2 separate regions of the Hordeum vulgare genome follow, and region 1 is linked to region 2. A link is a contact called in public Hi-C data. All regions are on one chromosome and are shown on one strand. The core of a region is the stretch at or near the end of the contact, and the rest is flanking DNA. Distances in the headings are between cores, read along the strand shown.

Region 1 (5,255 bases), core at 192-2,691, 190 kb before region 2:
CTACTGCTGGTGGCTCCGCTCCAACGGCCGTCGCCACCTTTGGGCCAGAACGGCCTCGTCGAAAGGTGAAGCCGAATAGCCACTTCGCGGGCCAAGTCTGGGACACCGCCCATTAGGTTAAGTAGGTGTCGATCCCTCCTACGTGGGGGTGTAGAGGAATTGAACTGTAGCGGCGGCGACTCTATCTCTCTTGAATCCCCTTCTTCTCTCTCGCGCTGAACCGTATCTCCGGCTGAACCTGTATGAATGTGTGATTGAGAGTGATTATCTACTCGGATCATAACATGGAGGTACAGGAAAAAATAACTTTTCCTGAACACCACCAAATAAGCACCTCTTGAATGGGTTAGTTCTTTTGAATTGGTTAGATGCATCTAACCAACTCTAACCCTCATGTTTAGATGTTTCAGGGTTGGTTTGGTCCAATATTAACCAACTCTAACTCTAACACATGGATCTAAATATGGATCCAATGTCCTGTTGTTGGTGACGTAGGAGCAACAAAAGCTTCACAGGTCATCTAAGAGCAAGTACAATAAGGTACAGTCAGCAGACTCTAAGGATTAAAATACTATATTTTTGCTGAGTTGGATGAGAGAGAAGAGGAGAGAGAAGGGAAGCGGACTCTTCGTGAAGAGCCAGCTCTAGCACATGCTCTTAGAGCAAGTACAATAAGGTACATTCAGGAGGCTGTAAGAATTAAAATACTATATTTTTGCTGAGTTGGATGAGAGAGAAGAGGAGAGAGAAGGGAAGCGGGCTCTTCGTGAAGAGCCAGCTCTAGCACGTGCTCCTAGGTGCTTTGTGAGAATGAAAGGTGGGCCATATATGATAAAAGTAGTACTCTTTTATAGCTCACTATTGTACAAGCTAGTTATAAAATGTGCTATAAGATGGCTTATAGCCAGCAGTTGGCTATACTATTAACCATGCTCTTAGGTGCTTTGTGAGAATGAAAGGTGGGTCATATATGATAAAAGTAGTACTCTCTCCGTCTCGGTGCATTAGGCATTTTAGGAGGTGCACTGCAACCTAGGCACGCATAGATTGGGTAGGAGAAGAAAATTAAATTGTAGAGGAAGCCAATCACATCGTTCCTTTCTCAACTGAAAATGTGCTATTAATTAGAATACCTCTTGAAATCCAAAAAGTGTACCGCATAAATTACATGCATTGGTCCTTCAATTAATAGATGTGGTCTAATTAATATGCATGCAACTAGTACTACTCTAATGTGCCTTAGTGTTTTGGGATTATTTGATTTTCGTAAGATGCCTAATGCACCGAGACGAAGAAAGTATTATTTTATAGCTAACTATTGTACAAGCTAGTTATAAGATGGGCTATAAGACTGTTTATAGCCAGCAGGGCTATACTATTAACCATGCTCTAACGTATTGAAACCATGACAGTCTGTGGCACAGAACTCCAAGTGACAGCCGGAAGCAAGTTCTTTTCCGCTGGTCTGGTCGAACTAGTCGTGATGCCATATGGAAGGACGCCAACACCTTTCAAAGCTACTGGCTGGCTTGGATGCAAGCCGTCTCCCAAGCCCGCCGCGATGATAGTGAATAAAAGGGGCTGCTATGGCAGTGTGGTCGTGCCATGGCAGCCGACCCAGACAAATCATGGGAAGATCGGGTCATCGGGCGGCCACACATCAGATCGCACAGCCTAACCGCAGTACGGTAGGAGGTGATCGGTCGGTACTTTCATCGGTTAGCCGACGGCTATCACCGGCCTTGCAGTAGGAGTATAACTTTTGGGAAGCACCCACGACTTTTCCTTGCCTGTTGAGGTCAACAACCACCTCGCCCCATTGATTTCTCGGCCGGGTCCGTCCACAGCCAGCTAGAAACCAAAGCACGCTCGTCTTCTTCCTTCCATCCCCATTCTGTCGGCTACTCTCCTCCTCCCTCCACCTCCTCCTACTACCGCGAGCGATCCATGGACGCGCCGCCGTCGTCGGAGGAGGAGCGGCAGTCGCCGCGCAGCAGGCAGCTGCAGCTGCAGGGCCCGCGGCCCCCGCGGCTGTCCGTCAGCAAGGACTCCCACAAGATCAGGAAGCCGCCGGTCGTGCCGCTGCCTCACGGTCACGGGGCCCGGCAACTGCAAGCCGCCCCCGCCAACCGCCACCAGCAGGCCCAGCCGCGGGCGCCGGTCATCATCTACGACGCCTCGCCCAAGGTCATCCACACCCAGCCCGGTGAGTTCCTGGCGCTCGTCCAGCGCCTCACCGGCCCGGGCGCGCCGGCCCATCAGTGCTCCGCCGAGGACCATCCCTCTGCCGTGCCGGTGCCGCCGCAGTTCCAGCCGCCTTTCTCGCCGGCAGCGAGGTACGCCGCCATCGAGAGGTCCGTCCGGCCGCTGCCGCCGGGCCCCGCGCCGTACTCCGGGTCCTGGCTGGACATAGACGGCTTCGCGGAGGTCCTCGGCCCCGGACGGCCAGGCATCCTCTCGCCCGTCCCGTCGGCGCTGCCGCTGGCGGCCTCGCCCGGGCTCTTCTCGCCGCTGCCCTTCGACACCGGCTCCCTGTCCTGGCTCAACGACCTGAGCCCGTTCCTCGCCTCCGCCTCCGCGTCGAGCCCCGGCGGCGTGCTGCTTGCCACGCCCACCATGCCCTCGCCGGGGATGATGATGAGGTTCTTCAGCGACTTCCCGGACCTGTAAATTAACCTGATTTAATTTGATTTGAATTTTTTTTTGCCTGCGTCCGGGTTTAGATGGCCGCCGGAGAACCAGGGAGTAGGTGCACTCCATTAAGTTGAGTAGATAGACGTTGCTCCTGTTAATTGATTGATTGATTGACATTGTCAACTGATTGCCGCTGCTAACTGATTGAGTAGGTAGAATGGTGGTGCAAAACTTGTTTCAAGATCATTGACTATGGGGAGCCAACCATGCTTGGTGGGTGCTTCTTTCAATTAATTCTGATTGTGTTACTTACTTGTAAACGAAGGAGGTGGTATGTTGTTTTTTTATTCCTTATTTATTTTAAGTTCGGTGGTTATGCTTTGAAAGCCCTGTATTATTTCATTTAGACTTGCACATATGCATTGCAACGGAAGATATATACGGAGTATAATTTTTTTTGACAAGAAGCAACGAAGAGAGATGATTGTTGTGTCCATAAAAAAAGGGTCTCCGCAGCGGTGGACGATGAAGCGAGGAGCTGCGGTCTTCTCCCTGTCTGGCCCGTAAGATTTTGATAGTACTACCTCATTTCCAGTTTATAAGGCTTGTGCGTATTTCTAGATCTATAATTTAACCAACAAAAGTTGAGTTTTATAGTCTAAAAATTATACCATTAGAAGTAGATGATTTGGAGTTTTCAATGATATATTTTTTGTGGTATATAAGTTGTATTACGTTGGTCTATTTCTTAATCTAAAGATACGTGCAAGCCTTATAAATTAAAAAGGAGGGAGTAGTAGGGTTGGTCGGCGTGGCGGCGACCATCGAACTTGTGACTTCTTTTTTCCTTTATGTCTGCCTCCGTCTTAAGGTTGGGGTTGCCTCCTCGTTTGATGCTTGTGCGGCGGACATCGGGGCATGGTTGCTACGATCGCTCTCTCTCTCTCTCTCACGATTGTGTAACCGGATGGATTACTAATTGCAGTGCATAAATTCCATTCTATTAGCATATTCAACATATACTGAGGCATGAATATCCCTTTCTATTTGGGTTTATGCTCTTTGATTATGCTAACGTGTCCACGGTTTCTTTCAATTCTAGCCAATCAGCATATTCTCTTTTAGTGGCACATGCAAATTACCACCAACAACAATTTATGGAGTCCTTCGTTCTGCTCATAATTCTTGAGAAACTTTGCTTATAGGGAGGTCCATAGTTCAACCTAGGGAAATATAAAAACAACAATTTATGTTGTTTTCTATCCCTTAATTTAAGTTTGGTGGTTATGCTTTGAAAGCCCTGTATTATGGAAAGTGCTCTTCTACACCCGAGCTCAAATGAGCTCGGGTGAACAGTAAATTCAAAAATATTTTTAAAATGTTTTGTGGAAGTGCTCTCAAAATTTCAGTACGAAATTACATTTGTGGAAGTCGTGATAAAAAAACACCAAATTGCTTTCGAAAGTACCACTTTGAGAGTTTCGATTTTGTTTTTTTACCACGACTTCCATAAATGTGATTTCATGATGAAATCTTGCGAGCAGTTAGAATATTTGTCAAACTTTATCGAGAAAAAAATTCAGAAATTTTTGAACATTTTTATATTTTGTTTTGAATTTACTGTTCACCCGAGCTCATTTGAGCTCAGGTGTAAAAACATAATCTCCATTATGGAAAGTTCAAGGAAAGAGATGTTTTTTTTTGGCAAGAAACAACGAAGAGAGATGATTGGTGTGTCAATAAAAAAAGGGTCTCCGCAGTGGCGGACGATGAAGCGAGGAGCTGTGGTCTTCTCTCGGGGTATGTCTGGCCCGTGAGATTTTGATAGTGGTGGGGTTGGTCGGCGTGGCGACGACCATCCAACTTGTGTCTTCTTTTTTCCTTTAGGTCTGCCTTCGTCTTGAGGTTGGGGTTGCCTCCTCGTTTGATGGTTGCGCGGCAGACATCGGGGCATGGTTGCTTCGGTCGCTCTCTCTCACGATTGTGTAACCGGATGGATTATTAATTGTAGTGCATAAATTCCATTCTATTAGCATAATCAACATATACTGAGGCATGAATATCCCTTTCTATTTGGGTTTATGCTCTTTGATTATGCTAACGTGTCCACGGTTTCTTTCAATTCTAGCCAATCAGCATATTCTCTTTCAGTGGCACATGCAAATTACCACCAACAACAATTTATGGAGTCCTTCGTTCTGCTCATAATTCTTGAGAAACTTTGCTTATAGGGAGGTCCATAGTTCAACCTAGGGAAATATAAAAACATGTGTGATTTTGTATAAATCTCCATGATTGCAAGCTAGATGAGTTGATTTTGTCCATCGACACAATAGGGAAGGTCCATACTTCAATCCACTTGTGGCCTAAAAAAAAAATCTGCCCATTCATCCAACAAAAAAAAGAAATGCTTGGTAGGCCCAGTTCGTCCCACCCGGGGACAAAAAAAATTCAAGAAAAACGTGTGGAATGAACATAACAAAATCTTTACCTGTAATTAACAGAAGCACCAACCATTTTCATGTAACAAAGCACACATATCTCAGTTGACATCTGTCTGAGGAACTGGATGAGACGTCGCAAGTTTGATTGCTTATGACCGCAAAATATATTTCCTCCCA
Region 2 (4,835 bases), core at 451-2,950:
ACTGCCCATGTTTTTTGGGCACATGGAAAATATGGAGCTAACTAAACGTTGGTAATGTAGCTGTTTCGTGGTTCCATGATTATAAATTTATAACCCTAGTGCACATTTCCAATTTAGTCGTGACCGTCACCGCTACCGTTCGACTTGGCTATGTGTCATGGTAGATGGTTGCGACGGTACGGTGAGCATGCGTTAGACTTCGCGTGGAAGTATACTGCACGACGACAATCGCATGGTAGCACGAGTGTCGTGTGATAGTGACATCTTTTTCAGACCCATGCATAGGAACACAAAAAGTGACACGCAAAAGCTACATTTTTCTGTCGGGAAGGCATAAATGAAGGTTGCTTTTTTTTAATCGAGACATGCAATCCCTTAACGGATCTAACATACTATAAGATAGTGTAAAAGCAAAGCGACGCACTACATCGCCTGGAAAAGCAAACACTTAGCATGCAAGATATGTATCCATTTTCCTTGCAAAGTGGTTGCCGGCTAGTCGACACGACATCTAAACCGTGTCGAGTGCCATTATCGCCAAGCAATGTTCTTCCTCCTACGCCATCTAAACCGTGTGGAGTCCGATCATCGCCGAACAATGCTCTTCCTCCTACGTCTTCTAAACCGTGTCGAGTGCCATTACCGTCGAGCAATGCTCTTCCTCCTACGCCGTCTAAACCATGTCGAGTGCATCAGAGATCTCACGGCCGATGCGGCAGTACGCCCTAGCGTGTGATCCGTGATCACTTTCGTTTCGTAGCTCGGATTTCACAAGGAAAAGTAGTCCATGATCGTGTCCAACTTCTAAGTTTCATTGTGAAAAAAAGGGTAGCCGTGCCTAATATTCTCATTGGTTGCTTCCACATACACACTGTCCATTTTTTGGGCACATGAAAAATATGGAGCTAACTAAACGTTGGTAATGTAGCTGTTCCGCGGTTCCATGATTATAAGTTCATAATCCTAGTGCTTATTCCCATTTTAGTCATGACCTCCTCCGCTACCGTTCGACTTTGTCTATGTGTCACAGTGGATGGCTACGTCGTTTGGGTGAGCACGCGTCAGACGTCGCGTGGAAGTATACTACACCACGACATTCACACGGTAGCACGAGTGTCGTGCGGTAGTGACATCTTTTTCAGTACCAGGCATAGCAACACCAAAAGTGACACGCAAAAGCTACATTTTTTTTTGTCGAGAAGGCATTAATGAAGATTGTTTTTTTTTTGTTGATACATAAAATACCTCGAGCGCATCTAACATATTATAAAAAAGTGTAAAAGCAAAACGACACACTACATCATGTGGAAACGCAAACGTTTAACGTGCAAGATATGTATCCGTTTTCCTTGCAAGGAGGTGGCCGGCTAGTCGACACGACATCTAAACCGTGTCGAGTGCCATTACCGTCGAGCAATGCTCTTCCACCTCCACCGTGAGTGTCATTACCGCCGAGCAATGCTCTTCCTCCTCCGCTGTTCCCGCCCCGGTCACCTCGGCCCTCGACAAACAATATTCCTTTTCGATAAAATTACCGAGATTCCAGATAATGTACATAGCAAAATCGGTACGAAAGGCTTTTGCCAAAAAAAAAAACTGGTAAGGAAGACAGCAGACGAGGCCGACGGGTGGGTCCGGCTCTAGAAAGCGCTACTACTCGCTGCGGCCGCGGCGCGGTCCGATTCGATCTCTGGCCAAGTGACTCATCGTCGTCCGCGTAAAGAGCAGCCTTCTCCTTCGGGGCATCGTCTTCTCCACCCCCCCCTCCCTCCTCGCCCCTCCGCTTCGATTCAATCCAAATCCAAATCCAAATCGACCTCCTCCCCGCCGCCCGCGTCGCCGCCGAACTCCCTCGGATCCCGCCCCAATGCCCTCCTCCCCGCTCGCCGCCGGCGACGCCCCGTCCACCTCCGGCCCCGCCTCCGCCTCCGCCTCCGCCGCGCCCGCCGATGACGACGACCGCGTCTTCCTCGTCCAGCACCGGTAAGCGCCCGCCCCGACGAACCCTAACCCTAGCCCCCCCGATCCGGGGCCTCCTGCGCGGGCGGCGTCTCTGACGGCATCGCCGCACGAGCAATGCAGGTGGTGGAGGGAGGCGCAGGAGGGCGCCGAGATCGACGCGAAAGGGGTGCCCTACGCGGCGGCGCCGTCGGGGCCTCCGTCCTACGGGATCCGCGGGGTGATCAGCATGCTCATGAGCGACAACGCCGCCTTCACCCTCCGCCGCGCCGACGACCTCCTCCAGCCCGACGCCTCCGCCAAGGCCGGGGCCAGGAGCTACGCGCTCGTCGCGGCCGACCTCTTCGGGAAGGCACGCACCTGGTGAGCACAAACGGCTCTGCCTCCTCTACTTGCTCGTTGGGACGGGACCGGATCATGGATTGGATGGATATATAGATGCATTTGTAATGCCTAGATTCTGATCATGCCATGCGCGGGTAATCACGAAAGGCGATGATGCATGGTATTAGTATTGGATGATTGAATCAAATCTGATGGTTGGTGCCCAGTGAAGCTCTAGGTATCATACGCATTGTGCCGTCGATTAATGCATATGTGGTTCGGTCAATAGTCATGTTTTAGAATCTGGATTGGAATCACCCTTGCCGTTGGGGCTGAAGGGAGTTAGAGAACCAAGCTTGTGCCCATTGTTTCTAAAATGGCACCGGTATTCTCAGGTGGGCTATATAGGGTAACTGTCCGTTACTCACTTGCATGCACGCCACTGAGCTGCCTGCTGGTAGAATGAATGCGCCTAGACGGATGGATTAATTCGTCGATATTGTTGTGTCCTCTTGTGCACCCTGTAGTTTGTTCTCCTCCTTATATCTATAAGGAATATTAGCTTTGTATAAGCATGCCTATAAAGTGTGCAATCGGACGTATTTGCGTTACATGAAAGGTTTATTAGTGACACGCTTACTAACGGTCAGTGATGGATTATTAATTACAATCATTTCAATTGTACATAGTATTCCTTTTTTATTAAATCAATGTGCAATCAAGCCGGAGAGTTCTTTGGCGTCAATTTTCCATGAAGGTTGTAATTGAAATTTGTCATACTGGCTCTGCTGAGGCTGCTACTGTTGATGCTCTGTCTCCAGCATGTCTAGAATAGTTTTGTAGGAGAAAGAAAAACATGATGCTCTACCGGAGAGTCTACTATAGGGCTTGTCGTTTCATCTCTAGTTTGTCTACCATAGCTGATAGCAACAAGAGGACATTTATTAGTTCATGCGAAGTTACAAACCCAAATTTGTTCGAGTCTTTAGTCTTTAGATGAAGCTTGGATGTAACCCACTTTAAACTATTCTGAGGGAAATGCGTTATGCCATGCAGCAAGTTCAGACCAAGAGATCTGGTATTGCATTTAGCCTGTTGCATTTATTCCTTGAGCTGGTGGATGTATGGGAATGAGATTACATAGAAGTAATATTTGAATGCGATGATGCACCTAAAAATTAGGCCTACCAAACGTTTAATGTAGGCACAGGTGGCTGGTTTAGCTATGCTCCAATTTTTGGCTTACCCTGATTGTTTAAATTATCTGCCTCATAACTTAATTGTTTTCTTGATTTTCTCACCTAGGCATTCTGATCCTCTCAAGTCTAATGGCAAAAGTTCATTGCTTACTGAAGAGGCATCCGTAAACATTTATCCTATAATGCTTAGAGTTTCCGTCACTCGAGGTACAAATGCACTAACGGTGAAGATCAGTAGAAAGGTATGTGTTATTTTCCACACTATCTGCTTCCCCTCCTTGTTTTGAAGAAAGGTTTCTCAGCAGTGTTGGTTTTGTAAAGGATCTATATGTTTTCATGCATGAATTTCACTTCGGATATTGAGAAAACGGTGATGTTCTAACTTTTACTTTTAACATATCAGGACAACTCAGCCGAGAACTTTAAAAAAGCAAACAAGATTCTGGCTTCGGAGTCTGAGCCGGTAATTTCTGTTTATTTTCACTTGAATGTGTAAAGTTTTGTGTTTCTTTTCTTTGATCACATGTCTATTATATTTAGGTTCACATATGGGATTTCTCTGGGCGAACAACCTTCATATTGATGAATGAATGGAACCGTATGCCCCAAGATCCTCGGTCTTCTGACCAGGAGGTCATTATCTTCTCGATCAATTTTGCCATTCTATTGCCTATGCTTAAGTCCTTGCATAAGATTGTTATAAATATAAATTAATTCTACACTTGTGTTGCTCAAAAATCTTCATCTCCTAGCTACATCTTAAGCCTTTTCTACCACATTACTATTATTTAGCCAAATTAATCCCAATTACTGTTATTTCCTCCTGCAACATTGTAATTTTATTTGAATGCGGAGCACTGGAACGTTATATTGCTTGTTTCTTGACTAAATATTCACTTTAGTGACTTGAATTTTCATGTGCACATGGGTAGTAAGTAACTAATAGTTGCGTTTAAGCGGGTTGGAATTGAAAGTATGCTTATAGCCCCCATCTTCTCCAAGCTTTTGAAATCTAACCCATCTCCTCAATGCTAGAGTGCTAACCTGTTTATTTGCAACTAAATTCGGCTGATGCCTGAAGTTCTAGTTATATCTGGCAAGTTATAAGCATGTTTAGCCATTGTATATTGGTTTTAGCAAGTTATAAGCATGTTAGCCATTGCATTACCGATCTGGATTGAGACGGTTTCCTCAAAATAGATGAGTTGGCTTCTGCTAGGTTAATCCAGACTCACCTGGCCTGACTAAACGAAGTATACACCAGGTTGTCCTTCCTAGTTACCTCCTCTGTCCCAAAATGTAAGATGTTTTTGACACTGTGAAAATACGTCTTCATCTTGAGACAGAGGGAGT

What was found. A called contact is a pair of places that touch in the nucleus more often than the background predicts.
Region 1: a contact with region 2 is called in a Hi-C map of leaf, with 5 times the contacts expected there. The contact joins the promoter of LOC123397067 here to the promoter of LOC123452298 in region 2. A contact is called at or near these places in 4 of 6 Hi-C or Micro-C datasets (leaf and seedling) and 1 of 1 datasets of contacts at active chromatin or transcription factors (embryo).

The regions. Positions count from the first base shown.
Region 1 is chr5H:13,529,335-13,534,589 of MorexV3_pseudomolecules_assembly, reverse strand. It overlaps LOC123397067 (protein MKS1-like), which reads left to right and starts at 1,441. Exons shown (of 1, transcript XM_045091759.1): 1 at 1,441-3,101. The coding sequence starts at 1,948. The coding sequence ends at 2,670.
Region 2 is chr5H:13,337,642-13,342,476 of MorexV3_pseudomolecules_assembly, reverse strand. It overlaps LOC123452298 (ubiquitin carboxyl-terminal hydrolase 8-like), which reads left to right and starts at 1,700. Exons shown (of 13, transcript XM_045128941.1): 1 at 1,700-1,983; 2 at 2,083-2,322; 3 at 3,589-3,724; 4 at 3,886-3,945; 5 at 4,023-4,115. The coding sequence starts at 1,868.